Regions from separate parts of the Mus musculus genome. Here regions 2 and 3 are each linked to region 1. The links are chromatin contacts, called in public HiChIP or PLAC-seq maps. All regions are on one chromosome and are shown on one strand. The core of a region is the stretch at or near the end of the contact, and the rest is flanking DNA. Distances in the headings are between cores, read along the strand shown. Region 1 holds the start of Rab12 (RAB12, member RAS oncogene family). Region 2 has its middle 50 kb from the start of Gm20742. Region 3 has its middle 28 kb from the start of Gm20742.

What was found. HiChIP or PLAC-seq counts read pairs in DNA pulled down with a chosen protein or histone mark.
Region 2: a contact with region 1 is called in an H3K4me3 HiChIP or PLAC-seq map of craniofacial prominence, with 4 times the contacts expected there. The contact joins the enhancer-like site here to the promoter of Rab12 in region 1. A contact is called at or near these places in 4 of 39 promoter capture datasets (the HPC-7 cell line, cranial neural crest, embryonic stem cells and 1 more), 2 of 15 datasets of contacts at CTCF or cohesin (the NIH/3T3 cell line and embryonic stem cells), 17 of 115 datasets of contacts at active chromatin or transcription factors (craniofacial prominence, embryonic basal ganglia, embryonic forebrain and 9 more) and 2 of 9 other capture datasets (adipose tissue and liver).
Region 3: an H3K4me3 HiChIP or PLAC-seq map of embryonic stem cells shows a contact between it and region 1, with 28 read pairs. The contact joins the enhancer-like site here to the promoter of Rab12 in region 1. A contact is called at or near these places in 9 of 39 promoter capture datasets (the 3T3-L1 cell line, the C10 cell line, the HPC-7 cell line and 5 more), 2 of 15 datasets of contacts at CTCF or cohesin (embryonic stem cells and large pre-B cells), 5 of 484 Hi-C or Micro-C datasets (all in embryonic stem cells), 16 of 115 datasets of contacts at active chromatin or transcription factors (craniofacial prominence, embryonic basal ganglia, embryonic forebrain and 10 more) and 2 of 9 other capture datasets (adipose tissue and liver).

Annotation. Positions count from the first base shown.
Region 1 is chr17:66,518,234-66,520,933 of GRCm38.p6, forward strand. Rab12 (RAB12, member RAS oncogene family) reads right to left here and starts at 1,437. Exons shown (of 6, transcript NM_024448.2): 1 at 1,115-1,437. The coding sequence starts at 1,337. Gm41608 (a long non-coding RNA gene) reads left to right here. Exons shown (of 3, transcript XR_876914.3): 1 at 1-712.
Region 2 is chr17:66,240,799-66,243,498 of GRCm38.p6, forward strand. No RefSeq gene overlaps it. Among named protein-coding and RNA genes, the nearest start is that of Gm20742, 50 kb to the left of the region's middle. Within about 2 kb of position 1,298, at least 29 of the 459 cell types and tissues checked have an H3K27ac peak or open chromatin away from gene starts, as enhancers often do. A contact at or near this core is called in craniofacial prominence and pancreatic cancer cells, where this site is marked.
Region 3 is chr17:66,218,565-66,221,264 of GRCm38.p6, forward strand. No RefSeq gene overlaps it. Among named protein-coding and RNA genes, the nearest start is that of Gm20742, 28 kb to the left of the region's middle. Within about 2 kb of position 1,322, at least 3 of the 459 cell types and tissues checked have an H3K27ac peak or open chromatin away from gene starts, as enhancers often do.

The sequences.
Region 1 (2,700 bases), core at 187-2,686:
AAACGGGAACCATCAATGGTTACAACGGAAAATATGTGCACCAGTGTTTAGCTTTTCAAACCTCCAAGCTGAGATTTTGTTTGTTTTGAGACAGGGTCTCTCTGCATAGCCCTGGCTGTCCTGGAACTCACTGTGTAGACAGACCAGGCTGGCCTCGAAATCAGAGATCCACCTTCCTCTCCTTGGGGCTAGGATTCAGGGAGAACGCTAGATTTTTTGTCACTCTGTCCAGTCCCTCCTGCTCACCCCCTTTTTCTATAAGCCACCCCAAATGAGAGTTTTCCAGGTAGCTTTTCCATGGTCACAACTGTTTCCCATAACCCCAACAAACCTCTATGTCAAGCCCTGTCAATCCAGTGTCACTAAAAACATTCCCTTGCAGTTTCAAACCCAGATCCCGAGGAAGGTAACAGGAGCGTTACCTATGGATTTCCCGGTAATTCACCGACCTCGGGTGGGTGCCGGGAAATCGCCCTTACTTTGCCCGCCTATCCACCCGGTTATTTGAGGTCAAGGATAAACACAGCTGAAATCCCTTTGCCCTACATTTGTGCACAGAACAAGAAAGAAACCCGAGTGTAGCTTTAGCGCGAACTGTCTCTGCAACAAACTTCTTTTCTGTAAACCACGAAAATAGACAGAAAATGAGAAAGCAAACCTTGGTCCATCCCTCCAGCCTGCAAAGCTGCGAGGTCCGGACCCATTTAAGATGGTGAGTAACCCCGGGGCACTGCACTGGTGGGTGGCCTTCAGCTCTACTTTCGGTTCACAAAGCCGTTTTCCTGGGTGAGCAGGAGTAACGGACCGGGAGTTTCCGCGGATGCATCACCCGGACCTCATGACTGGTGAAGGCTCCGGGAGGGAATGTTTGGGCTTCGGGGGTCCGACACCCGCGGAAAGGCCACGGAAAAGCTCGGTCTGGCCACAAGAGAGGGTCGGGCTTCCACGGAGACCTGGGCTGTGCGCGGCTCGGATGCCAGATGTGCCCACGGCGGGTATGCCCGGGCATCCGTAGGATGATTCGTTGAGGCCCTGGGAGAGGGTCAGAGCTTCCATGGGGACAGGGACCGGGCCCCGACCTCCCCCAGGCCCACCCGCCACAGGCCCGGCGTACCCACGGTGGACTTGCAGGCCTCGCAGAACGTGTCGTCGGTGAAGCGCTCCATCAGGCTGGTCTTGCCCACGCCGCGGGAGCCGATGATGATGACCTGCAGCTTGAAGTCGGCCGGCCTGGGGGGCTGCTTCCTCCGGCGGGCCTGGCCGCCCGACAGCGCCGGGGAGACCGCGCCCAGGCTGCCGCCCGCGGGCCGCCGGTGCAGCGCGGCGCTGGGATCCATGCACGCATACGGCTCGCGCTCGGGCCGCCGTCCGCGCGCCCCGGGCCCCCGCGCACCCTCCACCCGCTCCGCGCTACCGCCGCCGCCGCCGCCGCCGGGAGTAGAGGAAGGGAAGCAGCTTCTCCGCAGCAGCGGTAGCAGCATCCCGGACCGGGAGGGGCAGGAAGCGCAGGCGCGGCGCCACGCGGGACTGGAGCCCGCCCCCTGTCGGTCGGAGGACCGAGCCGTGCGCTCCGCTCCGTGGGGTGTATGTTATGTGTGGGTCGCTCTCCGTCACCCCTGTTCCCTCGGCCCTCCCCACTCGGCGCACTTTCACTCGTGGTTTATCCTCATCGTGCACCGTTCCCAAGAACCACACACTTCTTTTTAGCAGCCCGTCCCAAACGTGTCTCAAAGTGCATATAGCCTGTGATCATCTTCCAGAATTTAGGGTGTTTGGGTGCTGGGGGTCTCGGTCTGGCCCACGCGGGGTTAGGGTGTGAACGCCACTTTGGAGGAAGCCCACGTACCCTGGCAGGGCCGCACCTCTGCGTGCACTTTTCCTGTGGGGCCCCGAGGAATCAGCTATCTTAAATGGATCTTAAAAGTCTTCCTCAGACTTACAGTTCGTAAAATTCAGTGAGTGACATGCACCTTAGGGGAAGCCAGCAGGTAAAAACTCAGATGACAAGCGACCTAAACTCCGAAGGTTTAGGTACTGACTTGGGTGTGTTATTTTGCCATTTCTACTTGAAAGTATTTACGGCTACAGAAGCTTGCCAGGGATTTATTTAGCAAATTCCTTTGCGTGAACTTGAGCACCTCGGAACACAGGGTTCTAAACATGATAGGAGCTGGCATGCTTGCGAAGAATGATCACATTACTCACCAAATTTCAGCCGTATTTAGAGCTAAGTTTACTAATACATAGCGCATGCGTTTGTTTTGCCATGGATGCACAGTTGAAGAAATCACATTATTTTGCAAAAGTAATCCCAATTGGATTTTTAAAAATGTTATAGCCTATTCTAAATTATCGTTCTTTTTTTCTTGGCGGTACTGGGGATGGAACCTAGAGGCTCACATGGGAATGAATGAAAAGACTCTTTTCATCTATCACTGTTGCAAAAACGTCAATACAAAAGAACAACAAAACAATAAGCCATACACCCTGTTGCAGACTCCAAAGGATGATATAAATGCAAGGTATTCAACTGTTCCTAGTAGGCAGGTGACTCTGCATAACTTGTAAGGTTAAAGACCCTGGCATCCAAAATAGTATCTCTTCCCCCATAGGCAGGTCTATAATGTACCAGAATAGTGGATGTCTTAAATGGGGGAGTTTGGAAAGAAATCCACAGGACTCGGGTTCCATGCTTGTTTG
Region 2 (2,700 bases), core at 48-2,547, 280 kb before region 1:
AATGTTTTTTACCGAAACGGAAATGCATGTCTCCGTTAATGCTTGGTTGATTTGTGCCTCATGATACTCGAGAAAAGTGAGCAGGGAGGACAAGGCAACAAAAAATATTTAAAAACGATGTTAAAGCCTAAGGAGCTATGAGAGTTGAAGCCAAGGTGACCCCACACTAGAGAGCTCTGTGAAACATGGGTTGGCCTGGTGGGGTTAGTCCGATTTCTGTTACTATAACAAAACACCTGAGACAGTTTACTTACAAGAAGAAAGAATTTATTCTGGCTTGCAGCTATAGAAGCTTTGGCCCACACAGTCATAGAGGCTTTAGCCCAGGCTCTGGTGGCCTTGTATAGGGCAGCACACACTGTCAGGGAAGATGTGGTGACACAAAGCTGCTTCCCTCAAGGCTGGGATGTGAGATAAACAGGGAAAGAAGGAAGATTAGCTAAGAATTCAAAGATGTCCCCTTAAAGTTTTGCCACCTCGAGGAGCTAGAGAAAGGACCTAAGAAGCTGAAGGGGTCTGCAGCCCCATGGGAGGGACAACAATATGAACTAACCAGTACCCCCAGAGCTCCCAGAAACTAAACCACCAACCAAAGAGCACACATGGTGGGACTCATAGCTCCAGCTGCATATGCAGCAGAGGATGGCCTAGTTGGTCATCAGTGGGAGGAGAGTCCCTTGGTCCTGTGAAGGCTTGATGTCCCAGTGTAGGGAATTGCTAGGGACAGGAAACTGGAGTGGATGCGTTGGTGGACAGGAGGAGGGGGAGGGGGAGGGGTTTTTCGGAGGGGCAGCCAGGAAAGGGGATAACATTTGGAATGTAAATAAAGAAATTACCCAATTAAAAAAATAAATACCCATATTAAAACAAAACAAAACAAAACAAAACAAAACAAACAAACAAACAAAAAAACCAAGTTTTGCCACCTCCAAATACTACCAGGGATTCCAAATGCAAACTGCGTACCTGGAGCATTCAGGGCCAAGGAGGAAGGTTTACAACACTGCAGACTAAGTATGAACAGTTAATTCTGTATTATTTCTGTTTCTAGGGTGTATCTCGCAGAATAGGAGACTAAGCAGGCCCTTGCCTTTGCCTCAGGTTCCCCCAGATGTGTCCTTTTTCCTGAAGCCTGATCCTATGGGGTGGACTTGACTTGTGAGCATCACTTTGTTCAAACAAATCATTGCTGGGGATTAGAGAATTGGGAATTCGGTCAGAAAGCCAGTGAACTCTGTTGGGCCTTTGTTTCCTGTCTTTCCATCCCCTGTGGCCCCGCCTCCTGTTCCTGCCCTGGGGCCCTTGATCTTTCTCTGTCTCCTCCCTCCTCTCCCTCCTCCTTCCTTGACTGGGGCTGTCAGGAAGAGAACTGAGACTGGAATCTTTTTTTCTATCCCGAGGGTACTTGCTTTGAAAAACTTTTTTTTTTTCCCCTGCTGCCCTGAATCCAAATGTCCTTTGCTTCTTGTAAAAACTCTGGTTAGTCTCAGTGGTGCTGATGGAAGAGATCAGAAATCTCCAGAAATCATGATGTTAGCGGTTCCCTCTTTCTGAGTGTGGGAGGTCCTGCAGCCAAAGCTCAGGTGAGTACCGGGGTGTGTGTGTGTGTGTGTGTGTGTGTGTGTGTGTGTGTGTGTGATGTTGGCTTCCTGGGCGTCAGTCTGAGCACACAGGTTAATCTCTCGCCATCCTGTGGCAAACTGCTGAGGCAGGCACTCCTTACTTTTAATGGGAAAGGAAGCAAAGACAACTAGGAGTGCAAGCTGGGTTCAAGATGGTCCCAACGCTGGTAGCTGCAGCCACTCCTACCAGGCAGGGCTCCGTGACATTGCTAGGTCTCATGCAAGGAACTCCCTGTTTCTCCCATGTGCATAATTATTCCCTCCATCCATATTGCTGGCACTAAAATCTTCTCCACACCATTTCTCATAAACCTCATGAGCAGTTCGTGAATTTGGGAAACTGGGATATTTCACAACTCACTTCTCTGAGATTCCAAGATGTCGGTGTCCCTTCTGATGTTAGAAGGCAGTTGGAGGAAGAACTCAGTTTTTTGTTTTTTGTTTTTTGTTTTTGTTTTTGTTTTTGTTTTTTCAGACCCTGCCTGATCTGGCCTTTCTCACTCCCAACCACCCTGGCTCGCTGAGGGCCTGGCTCCCTTGGCTAGGTTTCAAGTGCTGCGGCACGCACAGTTAGGTACTTAATAAATCCGTTGTAAAGCTAGTGTTTCCTGAAGCTAAAGTAATGGCCCATGTAAACAGTATAAAAGTAACTGAACCAAAAGAACAAAACAATATATATATAAAACACAAAGCCATCAGAGGCTTGAGGGTATCACGTAAGACAAGAGGAAGTAATGGAGAAGAGGTGCGCCCCAAGTCCCAAAGACCAAAGCAGACTCGGTGGGAAAGAGGGGGAAGCGTGTTTAAATGGGTTCGCTTCTCTCTGCAAATAAATTATCTCCTTTATTCCTTGGATGAAACCTGTGAAGGGTTGGTAACCTCTCCCTGAGATCCATGAGGGCCCTCCCCTCCCCTCCCCTTTCCTCCCCTCCCCTCCCCTCCCCTCCCCTCCCCTTTCTTCTTAACACCATTCAACTACTGATCTTCTGACTCTGAGTACCGATTTGTTTGCCACTGGCTTTTCTCCACTTGGCCACGGAAGCACTCTGCCGCAGCTATACCCTAGCCCAAGATGGAA
Region 3 (2,700 bases), core at 72-2,571, 300 kb before region 1:
CACACACGCACTAAAATCAAAGGCTGCATAGCAAGACCCCATGCTAACAAGGGCGCTACCAGCTAAGTGGTGTGGTGAAGCAGGACTGTGGCTGGCAGGCAACTTTGGCTCTTGCCCCTGGCTCAGCAGCTGCCTTGAACATCACTGGTACTGTTGTTTCTTTGACAAAACAGTTGGATGGGCTTAGGGAACACTGTAGGCCAGGTTGTTCTTGGTCAAGGGTGATCCACAATTGTCTCCCATGGTTTTAGATTCTCAATCTAAAGTGTTAACTCAGGAAGAAAGCCCCTGTGTGCAAAGTAGAAATCCTGTGTATTGTCAGACAACAACAGTAATCAGTTTTACAAATGATAGAAGTTCACGCCTGCTCATCACAGGCAGTGATGTCTTCAGCAGGGGTGGAGCAGGGGGAGGGTGCAGAGTGCTGACTGTTCTTGGAGATGGTCTGAATTTGGTTCCAGCACTCAAGTCCAGGGACTCACAATGGCCTGTAACTCTAGTTCCACGTTGACCTAGGGCCATCTATGGGTCGTTATAGGCACCTGCACACATATATGTGTGCCCTCACACAGAGACACCCACATATACAGAGTTAAAAGTAACCCTTTTCAAAAGGAAAATAAATCTGAAATGGAAATTTTCAGAAATAAACACTGTACATATTTTAAATTTTAGGTCAATCTGAGTGGCATGGCGAGAACTCAGGCTATCCCATGAGATTCCTCGGAGAAAACTATGGGCTACTCTTTTTATCCACTTAGCAAACTTTTGTCCATGCCGAAGGAATATATTTAATCAAAATGGAAGAAGATAACCCACAAATTAATCTGGCATTTGAGTTTATCCTTAATAAGATCATATGGGTGTGCTGGCAAGGCAGTGCATTGGTTATGTGCCCTGGCTGCTCTTGCAGAGGGCCAGCACCTATGCTGTGGCTAATGATCACTTGACAGTCCGGCTCCAGCGGATCAACACATTCTTCTAGTTCCTCACTGCAGTGGTGTATAGTCATACAAGCAGACAAAACACTCATACATGCAAAATGAAAAAAAAATTTTTTTTTAAAAAAAGAAATCACATGCGTGCCTCACAGGGCAGCTGTCAGGACACACTGACTGAGGGGGACAGCTTAGGAGGGGACATGTTAGCCCTCTGGCCTTTTCTGAGGACTCCCGACCTTCTGGGCTCCACTTCTTGTCCCCATTCACTCTCCCCTGCAGACAAATGTAAAGGAAGAACATCCAGTGCTTGAGGAGCCTGCTGAGGGCCCCGCCTCCTCTTCTGAGCTGCACATATTGGCCCCGCCTCCTCTTCTGAGCTGCACATATTGGCCCCGCCTCCTCTTCTGAGCTGCACTTATTGGGCACTTTTCACACCCCAGCAGCATCAGAGAAGGAACCTGAACTAACAGGCAGAAAGCTGCCTTTCCCTGGCCCTGCAATTCCTTAAAGGTAACTCCGTAAACACTCTGTGTTAGAACCCTCACCTACCTGTGACGGCCTCTGCAAATGACGGATTTTGTTGTCACCTGCTTTACACAGACATCAGAAATGAAAAGTGAAGAAGTGCAAGGAAAAAAAAAAAAAAAAAAACCTAACCAGTGTGCTACCCGGCCACAGCTCATCGCTTGACTGTGAGCCACGTGCTGTCTCGAGAATGTGGAGTGCTGCTTTGCAGACAGCAGAAGTGCTTTCACGCGCTTTCACGGTCGGAATAACAAATAGCTTGGTGTTCCTTCCAGTTTTAGAAGGATAGTTAATTATTATGTAGAGACACGTTTTTTTTTTTTTTTTTTTTTTAAAAAAAGGACTCAAATCTACAACTATTGTCTCTAAACCCAACATTAAGTCCTGAGCAAAAAAAAAAAAAAAAAAAAAAAAAAAAAAAAGCATTTGACTGTCTGGGACTCAACTCTCCTGTTAGCGGTGACTCTGTGGATGTGCCAAGCCTGCGCTTCCCCAATCTATAGCAGAACACTTTTGGTTTCATGTTTGTCAAACTAATAATGTGTTTGCAAAATTCATGTGATGTAGAAATATCAGCAGGAAATAAAAACAGGACCAAGGGCCTCTCCTCCCATTGATACCAGACAAGGTCATCCTCTGCAACATATGCGGCTGGAGCCATGAATCCCACCATGTGTACTCTTTGGTTGGTGGTTTAGTTCCTGGGAGTTTCTGGGGGGGTGGGATATTCTGTTTGGTTAATATTGTTCTTCCTATGAGGTGGCAAACCCCTTCAGCTCCTTCAGTTCTTCTCCTAACTCTTCCACTAGGGTCCCCTGGCTCAGTCCAGTGGTTGGCTGTGAGTATCTGCATCTGTATTGGTCAGGTGCTGGCAAAGCCTCTCAGGGGACAGCCATACCAGATCTCTGTCGGCAAGCACTTCTTGGCATCGGCAATAGTGTCTGCGGGTGGGCTGGATGCCTAGGTGGGGCAGTCTCTGGATGGCCTTTTCTTTCCTTCAGTCTCTGCTTCATTTTTGTTGTTGTTGTTTCTGCATTTCGTTTAGACGGGAGCAATTCTGGGTTAACGTTTTTGAGATGGGTGGGTGGCCCCATCCGTCAACAGGGGGCCATGTCTATCTACTGGAGATGGTCTCTACAGGTTCTCTCTCCCCTTTGTTGGGTATTTCAGCTAATGTCATTCCTGTTGGGTCCTGGGAACCTCTTGCTTCCCTGGCATCTGGGACTTTGTAGTG